Regions from separate parts of the Mus musculus genome. Here region 2 is linked to region 1. A link is a contact called in public Hi-C data. All regions are on one chromosome and are shown on one strand. The core of a region is the stretch at or near the end of the contact, and the rest is flanking DNA. Distances in the headings are between cores, read along the strand shown. Region 1 overlaps Manba (mannosidase, beta A, lysosomal). Region 2 overlaps Cisd2 (CDGSH iron sulfur domain 2).

Evidence for each region. A called contact is a pair of places that touch in the nucleus more often than the background predicts.
Region 2: a contact with region 1 is called in a Hi-C map of cardiomyocytes, with 2.1 times the contacts expected there. The contact joins two enhancer-like sites. A contact is called at or near these places in 4 of 39 promoter capture datasets (the C10 cell line, liver and macrophages), 3 of 15 datasets of contacts at CTCF or cohesin (CD8 T cells, large pre-B cells and pro-B cells), 34 of 484 Hi-C or Micro-C datasets (the AML12 cell line, B cells, the C2C12 cell line and 22 more), 13 of 115 datasets of contacts at active chromatin or transcription factors (cardiomyocytes, double positive thymocytes, effector CD8 T cells and 10 more) and 4 of 9 other capture datasets (adipose tissue, embryonic stem cells, liver and 1 more).

The regions. Positions count from the first base shown.
Region 1 is chr3:135,518,535-135,524,794 of GRCm38.p6, forward strand. It overlaps Manba (mannosidase, beta A, lysosomal), which reads left to right. Exons shown (of 17, transcript NM_027288.3): 6 at 4,458-4,633; 7 at 5,983-6,093. Among named protein-coding and RNA genes, the nearest start is that of Manba, 36 kb to the left of the region's middle. Within about 2 kb of position 3,642, at least 145 of the 459 cell types and tissues checked have an H3K27ac peak or open chromatin away from gene starts, as enhancers often do. A contact at or near this core is called in cardiomyocytes and heart atrium, where this site is marked.
Region 2 is chr3:135,408,826-135,415,085 of GRCm38.p6, forward strand. It overlaps Cisd2 (CDGSH iron sulfur domain 2), which reads right to left. Exons shown (of 3, transcript NM_025902.3): 2 at 2,186-2,400; 3 at 1-65. Among named protein-coding and RNA genes, the nearest start is that of Cisd2, 11 kb to the right of the region's middle. Within about 2 kb of position 3,161, at least 20 of the 459 cell types and tissues checked have an H3K27ac peak or open chromatin away from gene starts, as enhancers often do. A contact at or near this core is called in cardiomyocytes and heart atrium, where this site is marked.

The DNA.
Region 1 (6,260 bases), core at 2,392-4,891:
GGAAGGAAGAAAGAAAGAAAGGTTGATTTCCTTTCACTCATGCTCCCTCCCCCCGCCCCCCACCTCACACCTGAGACAGCCTCCCACCCCAGCTACCCTACCCCAGCTCCCTCCTCACCCCATGCCGGGTAGCACCACTCTCTGTCAGAGCAGTTTCCACTGTCAGTTTCCTTTCACACTGATTTTTTTTCTTAATGTCTTATTGATAATGTATATTTATTTGTTTCTAAATGTATTTTATGTGAGTATGTATACGGTGTATGAATGAATATCTGTGCAGAGGCCAGAGAGGACCTCTGAGTCTCCTGGTTTACCATTCTCTACCCTATTTCCTTGAGATGGTGTCTCTCAGTGAAACTGGAGCTATGCAGGGAGCCAGCAAGCTCCAGCCACCCTCCTGTCTCCACCCTGCCCCCCAGCACTGGGGTTACTCACAGCCAGCTTTTGACATAGGTGCTAGGGCCTGAGCTCAGGTCCTCCTGGTTTTGCTCGCCCAGCGAGCCATCTCTCCAGCCTGCCTTTGGACTCACTGAGCTGAGCAGGGCTGTTGGTCTCTGTTTAGTGTTTAAGCCATGTCCACCAACTAAGAGGCTCTCTCCACTCTTGCCCTGTCCACACACAGATGCTTGCCTCAGCCCCGGGCTCCTCCTTCGTTCTAGATGACCTGCCTAGGAGTGGAGAAATAGGCTGTCCTCTCAGCCTGACTGTGGCCTGCCCAGCGTACAGCTGCCCTTTACTAACAGCTTCACTTGGGAAATGTAAAAACAGACAGGAGCCGGGCGTGGTGGCGCATGCCTTTAATCCCAGCACTCAGGAGGCAGAGACAGGTGGATTTCTGAGTTCGAGGCCAGCCTGGTCTACAGAGTGAGTTCCAGGACAGCCAGGGCTACACAGAGAAACCCTGTCTTGAAAAAACAAAAAACAAAAAAAACCCCAAAAAACAAAAAGAACAAAAAACCAGACAAGAATTTGTCGGTCCTGCTGAGTGTCTTATTGGCAGTTGTTGATGTTATCTGTCTATTCCCTTAGTTTCTATTTTTTGTTCACTTTTGAATTATTTTTCCCTTAAAATGCCAGTGTCCTCCCTTGTCCTTATTTTGAGTGGATTCTGCCCCGAGGTGTTTTGCTTTCAGTACAATTTTGAGGATTTCCTCTAAATTGGCAAGGAGTTCTGGTTGTTGAGTCAGGTCACAGGGCTGTGTTAGTCAGCCGCGAGCCTGCCTGCCTGGCCAGTTTAGCTGGCAGCTTCCTGAAAATCAGCTGCTTGCATCTGTCCTGTAATTCTGATGGGAGTCTGGGAAAATGCAGGGTGTTGGAGTTGACACATTCCGTGATTCAGAGGTCACAGAGACCTGTCCTCCACCTTCTTTAAATGCACAGGACCACAGTTCCCTCTGGCCTCTCGGTTTCTAGTAATGATTCAGGAGGTCAGAGCTCGGGAGGCTGCCCGTGAGGGGGCCATCGGGAGAAAGTCACTCCAGGCAGCTAGCTGCCTTTGAACAGCCTTCTCTGCCCATGAGATGAACCACCCTCCTCTTACACAAGCAATGGTCACGGATTGCAGACCATCCCATGCCTACCTGACCGTTCCCAGCTCCTTGTTGTTTCTTAAACCCTCTCTCACTGGGGCACAGACGTGGAGGCCAGAAGACAGCCCCGGGTGTCTGTCCTGGTTTTCCGTTCTGTTAGTCTCCATTTTGTTGGGTTGTACGTCAGGATATCGAGCCTTGAGCTGCTGAGGAGTTTCCCGCCTCCATCTTCAGTCTCACTGAAAGGTGAGGTTACAGACTTGTTCTACAGCACCCAGCTTCACAGAACTCCGGGAAAATTCCAACTCGGGTCCTCACACTTGGGTGGCAAGTATGTTGCCCATTATCACATCAGCCCCATCTGATGCTCATGTACAGGCCAAGTATACCAGGTTGCCATTGAACTCACAGAGACCTGCCTGCCTCTGCCTCGTGAGTGCTGGGATTAAAGGTCCATATCATCAAGCTTCTGTTTCTCTCTTTAAGATTTTTAAAAATGCATATATATGTGTGTCTGCATAAGTCTGTGTACATCATGCGTGTACTGGCTGGTTTTGTGTGTCAACTTGACACGAGCTGGAGTTATCACAGAGAAAGGAGCCTCCCTTGAGGAAACGCCTCCATGAGATCCAGGGGGAGGAGGGCCCAGCTCCTTGTGGCTGGTGCCATCCCTGGGCTGGTGGTCCTGGTTACTGTAAGAAAGCAGACTGTGCAAGCCAAGGGAAGCAAGCCAGTAAGCAGCACTTGCCTCCATGGCCTCTGCATCAGCTCCTGCCCCCCAAGTTCCTGCCCTGTGTGAATTCCTGTCCTGATTTCCTTTGATGGTGAGCATCGGTGTAGAAGTGTAAGCTGAATAAACCCTTTCCTCTCCAGCTTGCTTCTGGGTCATGATATTTTGTCCAGCAATAGAAACCCTGACTAAGACAACACATGTGCAAGTGGGTATCATGAAAGCCAGCCTCCTAGAACTGGAATTATAGAAATCTTGAGCCACTTGATGTGAGTGCTAGGACCCACACCAGGTCCTCTAGAATAGTAGTCAGTACTCTTAACAACACAGCCATCTCTCCAGCCCTTATGACAGCTTCTTTTCTTTCACAGTCAGATGAATAAAGCTCTTTCTCTCTCTAAAAAATACATTTTATTCATTCATTTGATGGATGTGTGTGCGCACATGTGTGCACACGTGTGTGCACGCAGGCATTTGTGGGTCAGGGGAATCAGCTGTGAGAATTGATTCCCTCCTATCATGTGGGGTCTGAGGATAGACCCCAGGTCAGCAGGTTATGTGGCAGTTCTTCTACCTGCTGAGCTAACTCTTTTTTCTTTCCTGTCAGGCCACATCCTGATAGAGACATGGACTCTATTACAATATAAAAGCTGGGAATCTTTGGAGAATTTCTGCCCTCCCCCCCCACCCCCCTGCTTTTGCTTTTTTTTTTTTTTTTTTTTTGAGGCAGGGTTTCTTCTTGTAGCCCTGGCTGTCCTGGAACTCCTTTCTCTCTGTAGACCAGGCTGGCCTTCAACTCACAGAGATCTGAGTGCCTCTGCCTCCTGAGTGCTGGGATCACTATGTACAGCTAGACCCCTGTACATGGATGGAGAAGTTCTTGAACCTCCATGCTGGAGAAACCCAGGGCTTCACACACACACACACACACACACACACACACACACACACACACACACACACACACAAACACGCACAGGGCAAGCACTCTTCCGCTTAGCTACAGTCTCCACTTTTCCTTAGAGAATTTTTTTCAGTCAAATGTGTGGCCCACATACTAGGGACTCTTCGACCCTTTGGATAGGTATGTCTGCTTAGTGTTACTATGCCTTTCCATCCAAGCCAGATGCAAGAGTTCTCCTCTCCGCTCCGCTCTCCTCCCCTTTCTTCCCCTCCCCTCCCTTCTATTTCCTTCCCCTTCCTTCCTTCTCTTTCCTCCCTTCTCTTTCCTTCCCTCCTTCCTTTCAAGAACCTGCATGAGAGTGCACGAGCCAGCCTTGGGAAAACCCTAGCATGAGTCATTGTTTGGAACCACAGTCTGCCTTCCTCTGGATCACCTTCCTGGTTGAGGTCATAAGACTAAAATAAGCTGCAGCCCCTCCTTCACGGGCACAGGACACCAGTGAGGAAGGCGGCTTCAGGCCAAGGTTGACCTCACAGAGAGGGAAGGCCAGCCTTGCCTGTCCACCTACCTGTTCCTTCAAGTGTCCAAAGTTTCTTATCTGGGCCTAGGGTGTAAGAATGAGGGAGGGCACCAGGCTTAGTCAGGTTGGGAGGGGCAGGAGCCGTACAGGATTCTGGGATGCTTGCTTCCCTTCTGTTCTCGCCTCCCAGAACTACTTTCAAAATTATCTTGCATGCGAGAGAGAGAGAGAGAGAGAGAGAGAGAGAGAGAGAGAGAGAGAGATGAAGATTGTGGGGTTATGAAGGGGCTGGTGACTTGTAGATTCCCGAAGAGATCCACTGGGAAGCTGTGCTCTAGACACAGCTCCCAGCGGTACACAAGAGAGAGGACAGCAGACAGCTTTAAACACTATTCTGGTGATAACATAAAAAGTCACTGGCTACTTAAGGTTTTGCAAACTCCCGAGTTGCTTAATTTTCCATGTGCTACTACAAATCTGTATACAATGCACAATTCTGGTTGTTTCGAACGAGGATCGTTTCCTCCGGATGTGTCATCCCCATGCAGTCTCCATTTCCCACCTCCCCATCCCTCCCCTGCTCCCTGCTGTGGGGCGCCCTCACTGCTTAGCCCCTCCCCCCAGCCCCTGCTGTGGGGCGCCCTCACTGCTTAGCCCCTCCCCCCAGCCCCTGCTGTGGTGCTCACTGCTTAGCCACTGCTCAGTTCTCATTTTGCACGACTTCTGAGGTGTGCATGAATGATGCGCCTGTTGTTTTCTTCCTCTGTGCTGTAGATAACGCTTCTCAGGCCTGGAATATTGAAATAGAGGCTTCTTTTGATGTCGCCAGCTCGAAGTCCGTTAGTGGTCAGGTGACAGTAGCCATCCCTCAACTGAAAACACAGCAGACAAACGACATTGAACTTCAACAAGAGCAAAGGATTGTTAAACTACTGGTCAAAATTAGGAAGGTGAGTGACCTCACTTCCTGGGAGGTGCTAGATGCATGCATTTGCTGTTCAAGGGAAGAAATGGCGGAGTGGGAGTGCCTAGCAACTTTCTCCCTGTATTTTCCAAAAGTCGTTTTCTCACTATTTTTTATTTTTAAGAGTTTCATTTAGATTATTTTTTAAAGACAAGATTGCACACTGTAACACAAAATTAAGCTCACAATGCAGCCCAGGGTGGCTTCTTTTTGTTTGTTTGTTTGTTTGTTTGATATAGGGTCTTACATTGTAGCCCAGGCTGGCCAAGAGCTGCCTGTCGCTCAGGCTGCTCTTCATCTTGCCTGTGGCTCTCTTGAGCGATGAAATTTCATATTTACAGGTGTGTACCACCACACACGGCATTTTTGCCTTTATTTTTAACTTTTCATATATTCTGTGTATTAACCAATGGTTGTTTTTTTCACATGTGAGATTAATATAATGGAAAATATGTGGTTAATTTGCCAGTTTGTCTTCTAAGGAGTCAGGTACGTCTTTGGTTTTTTTCCCTGTTACTCACAGTGCCCTAGCCTCTAACTGGTTCTACGTTTCAGGGTTCAGCGTGGATCCCTTCCGTTCTTTTCGCTTGCTCTGAGTATTGGCATTTATTCCTTCTGTAAAGCTCTAAACCTGGACTGAACCTGGACTGAGGTTCCCTCATGGTTAGGTGGGTGGGGCAGGTTTTAGCTTTCGTTGTTTTATGAACCTGGTTAGTGATGATGAACTGGAGACTGACAGCAACTTAGAAGGAAGCAAGACTCCTCCATAAGAGCTCTGTCTTGGGCTTAGAGCAACAGTCAACGTCCAAGTCCAACTGTAGAGACTAGAGACTAGACACTCCTGGAGAGGTAGAGCAGGCAACAGCTGGGTTTCCACAGCGTGGTGTTCTGCTGTGGAAATCTGCTATGCTCCCAGCATCTTGCTTTAAATATATCAGTGGAGGGGCTGGGAAGAGAGCGCAGTCAGTAGAGTCCTTCCCTAGTATGCATGAGGTCCTGAGTTTGATGCCCGGCACCACATAACTGTAGCCCTAGGATTCTGGAGGTGGAGGCAGGAGGACCAGAAGTTTATGGTTGTCCTCTGCCACACAAAGAGTTTGAAGTCAACCTGGGCTACAGGAGACCCTGACTTAAAATAAGCAAACAAATGAATATATACATTTTTAAAGCAGCGATTCTGTGGCTAAGCTTTGGCATAGTGTGGGTGCGAGACTCGTACGGCTTTCAGGACACAGTTTGTGCTTCAGCGTTGAGAATTTCATATAAAGCTCCAGGTCGCACTGTTTTTCTTAACATGTGTCTGAACATTACTTAGAATGACTTATTTCTTAAAAGGACGTTGCTGTGGAGACCTGGTGGCCTCGTGGACATGGGAACCAGACTGGGTACAACATGACAATTCTCTTTGCTCTGGATGGAGGCTTAAAAATTGAGAAAGCAGCCAAGGTGAGTGAATAAACTATTTTGTGAAAAAGGAGATTATTCCTTGATAACATAGCTACATTGACATTTGAAAGAGAAGTAGTAATTAAGAACATTTACGATTCTACCACCTACAGTAATGAATAGCGGTCAAAGTTTCCGGGTGTGTCATTGTGGGTTCCTAAATGCAT
Region 2 (6,260 bases), core at 1,911-4,410, 110 kb before region 1:
AGAGGACCCACGTTATCGCCTGTCAATTCATTATGCTTATTATGGGATCCATCACAGGCAGGAAACTAAAAGGAAAGAGAATTGTAAATGTTATTTTACAGCAAGATTCATGAAGTAGGGACATCTGTGAAATGCTCTTGGAGCCAGTGTGCCACTTACTACAAAAGAAGTTCATCACAGAGCTTCCTGACAGACCCCACCCCCACCCCATGCACCAGGCAATGAAGGAAAATAGAAAACTCTTTCCTGCTCTCAGGAGGCAGAGGCAGGCAGGTCTCAGAGTTTGAGGCCAGCTCGTCTACAGAGCAATCCTTCTCAGTGACTATAAAACTTTAAAAAGGGCTCAAAATAAGCTTTTGATTTCTGTGGAGCTCAACATTGGAACTAATTTCTCATTTAAATAAAAAAATGTACGTGCAAGTACATTTTACAATGTTATAAAACTCATACAGTAAAGTTCGTGAAAATGTTAAAAGATGTGATATAAATGCTCAGTCCATCTGATTATAGTTATTCATTTTTTTCCCTAAGATTTATCTGTTTTATTTAAGTGCACTGTTGCCATCTTCAGACAAACCAGAAGAGGGCATCAGATCCCATTACAGATGGTTGTGAGCCACCATGTGGTTGCTGGGAATTGGACTCATGACTTCTGGAAAAGCAGGCAATGCTCTTAACCACCGAGCCATCTTTCCAGCCCCATGGCATTCATTTTTTAAAAGCAAAATTGCAATCCTATTGTAACATGCTTTTCTTGTATTAAAGCAGGGACCTCGTGTGGTTACGAGCTTGGGCACCTGTGCATAAAGGGTGTGTGTGTGAGCACGCGCGTGCATGCATGCTTACTGGAGCGGGCACATGTGGGGGCCAGGGACTGACATAGCAATGCCTTCTCCAGTTGTTTCTCCACCTTAATTTTTGAGAGAGGACCTCTCAATGAACCTGCAATGTCCCTGCTGGCTGGCCAGGAAGCACACCCCATCCCTCACCCCAGGAGCCCACCACCATGCTGGGCTCTTAGAGGGGTTCTGAGACCAGAACTCAGGTCCTTGCGCCTGGGCAGCAAAACTTCATCCACAGAGCCATCTTCCCAGGAAACCTTTCTCTCTCTCTCTCTCTCTTTCTCTCTCTTTCTTTCTTTCTTTCTTCCTTTTTTTCTTTCCCTCTCTCTCTTTTTTTTTTTTGAGACAATAAACATTTCTTTAAAAATGTGATTTCTGTTGACTTCCCAATATCCCATCAGTTTCCTGTACTTTAACTGAGGCCCATTATATTGTTTCTAAAATCTTCCTGTTACAAAGAATGTAACAAAAACATCGTACTTAAGGTCTCAAATAACTGTCATTAAACACAAGAAAACAGATTTATATCAACTAGAATACTTATCACCCCCAGTTCATTTCCCTCATTAAAACTTATGTTTTTATGGCTACATTGACTAGCTTAGTCTATGTAAGGTATTTTATATGTATCCATCTGCAATACCAATAGAAAAGATTGAAAAACAAAATAAACAAACAACAGCAAAAAACACACAACAACAACAACCACACCCCATAGCCAGAGATTAAAAGTTAAGTAACTCAGGGGAGGCAAACTGGCTCCACACCTTTCACACCAACACTCAGGGGAAGAGCCCTAAGTTTCTCCGAGTTCCAGCGTTGCCTGGTAAATACCACCAATTCTAGGCCATTTAGGGTGGGACATGAGACCCTGGTATGTGTGAGAAAGGGAGGAAGGAGGGAGAAGGAGAGGGGAGGGGCCCAATCAAAATCAAGTTGGCAATTGGCTTAACCTGCCAAGTGACAGACTGACATCAAATTTAAGTAATTATTTAGACATCAAGGTTTAGACTCCTTTTCATTAAATCTTAAATTCTTAAATCCCCCCTCATCCCGGAACACTAAAAAACACTGCTCTAGACAGACGCTGAACAGCGGGAGCGTAGCAGAGTCCGCTGCTCTCTGCTCTCTACTACAGGCACGATCAAGCAAAAAAGGGCAAACCTCAATTTGGGACTATCGGCTCTGAATATTAAACAGTATGGAGAAATTCCTAATCTCACAGAATTTCAAAACCGAGGACTGAAGGAGCATCGTAACCGCACAGTCTTACCCTATGTCTTACCGTATGAAGGGCCATCGTAACCGCACAGTCTTACCCTATGTATAAATGGCTATCTTACCGTCTTGGACCGCCAGCACCTACAATAAGCTGCTTTGGTGAGACACAGATCTTCAATGTTTATCTCATTCACCACCTTGGGATTTTCCTTTTGTATCTTAAGATTGATCAAGCTATCCTTCTGTTGCTTCTTCTTTGGGAAGAATGGGCGCACTGCGAGGTAGCCCAGAAGCGCAAGTACCCCGAGGAAGGGCAGTAGGCGGAGCCAGTCTGAAACTGAACACAGCACAGATGTCAGAATGCACGACTCTCCTGGAAGGAACGCAGGGCCTCTCTAGCTCACCGTGGTGCCTCACCCGTGCATCTCACAACCTATCTCCTCACCGGTAAACCATATACACAGCAGACCCAACCCAGCCAGGACTATCGAATTTTATCTGTAGCCTAACTCCATTCGTGAAACTGAAATTCTTGGAAACAAATACTATTTTAAATATCCTATCTCATTAGATCTGCTAAATATATTTGTGCTTGTATTTACTTTTATATGGAATTATAATCAACATAATTATGAACAAAAATGTCTTATTAAATTTAGAAAACATTTTCACTCCTTTCTTTTTAATGCCGTATCTAAAACCATATAATGGGATTTCCACAAAACTTTTACTTCTGATTTATAATTTCAGACAAACCATTGCAACAAATGTATCAACTTACTTTTCTTTTATTGAAAATACATTCTTCTCTCATATAATACATCCTGATCAGTCAACTTACTCTTTAAGTAAAAAAGACAATCCTTTTTAAAAAGACTATTTTAATTAATTGAAACCTTTACACATTGAATATTCCCATTTTAAGTTGCTTATTAAACACCTCTTAGAATATCCAGTCAGCCTTTTGAACACATGAAATACAGACAATGCAAATGAAATGGCTCTGGAATGTCTGAGAGCGTTCCCAGTCACCTCTGGGCACCCTCTGACCTGCCTGACACCCGGCTGGCACTGCAGCCTAGCTAAGAAAAGCCTATGTGATAAGGATGCTAACAAACACTGTTGCTAAGTGATGCGCTGCGCTTCAGAATGCAGCCGGACCAACTCATCTAACGCTGTCAGCTTTGAGAACCGCACGTTATTCTACGTAGATTAAATGCACACTAAGCAGGACTAGTTTATCAGCCTAAATCCAAGCCTGTTCTACAGCACCACATGTCACATCCCACAGATCCACAAAGAAATGTTTTTCTCTTAATAGAACTATTCTAAAGAGACGCTACTACCTAACCACTGCGTCCCACCAGTTCCTCTTCCAGCGTGTGCCTCAGTGGCAGAGTGAGGGCCTACCAAAATGCAAACAGAATTGTTTTGATTCAACAGTGCCAGAGACAGAAATGAAATAACTCATCTATATAAGCAAAAAAATCACTGAATATAGAAAATATTAAGTATTACTCAATATAGTATTTTAGAATCACTAGAGCGACATGGAAGCACCCTTCTATAATCCCGGCTGTTAGTATTTCTGTGGTATATGTGTATGTTGTGCACACAAAGTCAAAGTAAGAAACTGGGTGTCTTCCTCTATTGCTCTCTGATTTATTGTCTTGAGACGGGGTCTCTCACTGGCTTACAAACTCACCTTTTTGCTAGGCTGACTGCCTGGCAAGCCCTGAGGATCTGCTTGCTGTCTCTGGCCCACCACAGTAAAAAACTTGGGTCTTCTGGAAGAGCAACCAGCGATCTTAAGTGCTGAGCTATCTCTCCAGGCCCTGGAAACATGTGTGTTAATGGCTTCTTTCAACCGCCCAAGTGTCCCACTTACAATAAAGGTCTACAAGAGCATGAGGTCACCATGGTCATACATCTGGGTCACCACTGTATTCTCAGTACCTAAACACTGCTTGGCTCAATCTGCTAGTTTACTTTTTACTAAGACATTCAAAATGTATACCTTCATTTCTTTAGCATTGTATTTAAGGTTCAGAACAATTAAGTTTTAAAATTATGGATCTGAGAACATCACCAAAAATAAAGTATGCTGTTTCTTCCTACAGGTAACCAGGTAACTTCTATTATTCCTGAACATTTGCTTTTAGACCTTATAACCACCCCCTTCTCATTTACTATTATTATTAGTACATTCCTATTGTTATTAGCGTATATGATGTTTGGGACACATGGGACACATGGGACACTGGACACATGTAGTCAGGGAACAGGCTGTTTGGACTTAGTCCTCATCTTCCACTGGGAAGTAAGCAGATCTAATTCGGGTTGTCAGGCCTGCGCAGGAAGCAATTTTACCCAGTGAGCCATTCCACCAGTCCCCTTCTGGTTTAGGTTACTGATTTAAGGGCAGAAGGCTTAGGGGACGGCTCAGTAAGTTAAAATGCTTGCCCTATAATCGTGAAAACCCAAGTCCAATCCCCAGATCCACATTAAAAAAAAAAAAAAAAGCCAGGCATGGTGACATGTAGTTGTAATTAGGCAGCCATGGTGGTGAGTTCCAGACCAGTGAGACAGTGTGTCTCAGAGTAGGCAGACCGCATTCTGAGGATGACACTCAAGGCTGCTGTCTGGCTTCCACATGCATACTGTGTATCAATACACATGCATGTGAGCATGCAAACACATGCACTAAAAATGTAAGTGCATAACAGATGCTTCCAAATGAAATCTCACGAACTTCCTCTTGTAAATCGGTATGTTACAGATTTTTACTGTGTAAGTAGCACCCACTTTGTGGAGAAACTGTTCAGCATAAAAACAGTAGCTCCTTGCTGTTTCTACACGTGTGGTGCACAGTGCAGTGCCTGGGGCAGACCAGGAATGCAGCAAACAACTTAATCACTGTTTATCTTTAGTCTAAGTCCAGGTTTCATTTGTCTGTAAAACAGGAATGACAACCACTCATTCCTTTAATCAACACCGTTTACTAAGTAGCTTATATTCTAGTTGCTGCATTAGGAATGGATGCCCACTGATGGAGGATGAGGGGACAGGGCAGACAATGAGGAAGCAGAACACAAACCTGAGAGTCACCGCTGTACTAAGAGAGAGCCTCGAAGCAAACAAACAAGGTGACATAAAAGTAACAAAACAAAACCAAGCAAGCAAGCAAACAGCCTGGCAGCACAGCAGTGAGCTGACTGCAAGTGTAGGGAAGAGCCAGGAAGGTTTCGGAAAGGAAGAGGCGAGGCAGAAGTCGGAGTCAAGTCTTCATGACACAGAGAACACAGAAAACCTCCCCTGCCTGCCTGTCATTCAGCAAGCACTGCACAGCACTACCTGAAAGAAATCTACTGACACATTCTGCCGCGAAGCTCCAGTGATGGGAATGACCGGCACCTCTCCAAGGGATTCCAATCCCCAGTCCTCCACTAGCCTTGCATAAACTAACTCCACAATGACGTTTAGTTAAACTGAGTTTCTTCTTCATCAGGCAGACATTTAGATGATTCCCATAGAACCCCCTGGTTTGTGTTTATCTTTCTCCCACAGCTTATGACATGAAGACAGAGAAAGGCTTGCAGGCGTCTCAGAAATTAGCTTCTGGAACTTCTAAACCTTACAAACCCTCATCAACATGTGAGAGATGGATTTAAGACACCAAATTTATAGACCAACGAACTGCCACAAAAGAGCTTTCCATCTGTACAGAATAGAGACATATAAAAAAGGATTGCAATACTGTAAGCTGGGGGCAACTATAGGTCAGCCGTGTAGACGAGAAGTGACAATTCGTTGCCGAGATGAACAAAACCTTCAGCTCCGACACTTGTATGGACCTTTCTAAATGATGAGTAAGAGAGCAGTTCCCGGATGACGAAGGCAGAGCTAACTGCAGGCAAGGTGCACACGGACACTTAGGATAACTGCAGGCAAGGTGCACACGGACACTTAGGAATGCCTGGGACACTCAGTGCCGTAGAATCTTTGGAATACAGAGGAAGAAGTATTAAAGATGTGAGCAGGTATCACGTGATGAGACATTCTGAGATGCAACAGGTAGGTAGGAATCTGCCCTGGGCATGATAGGGGAACACTGAAGCACATAAATGTAGTTAGAAAATGACCTATTTACAAAGGCAAGGCAGAATCTGATGGACGATGGGTTAGAGGAGGGCCATG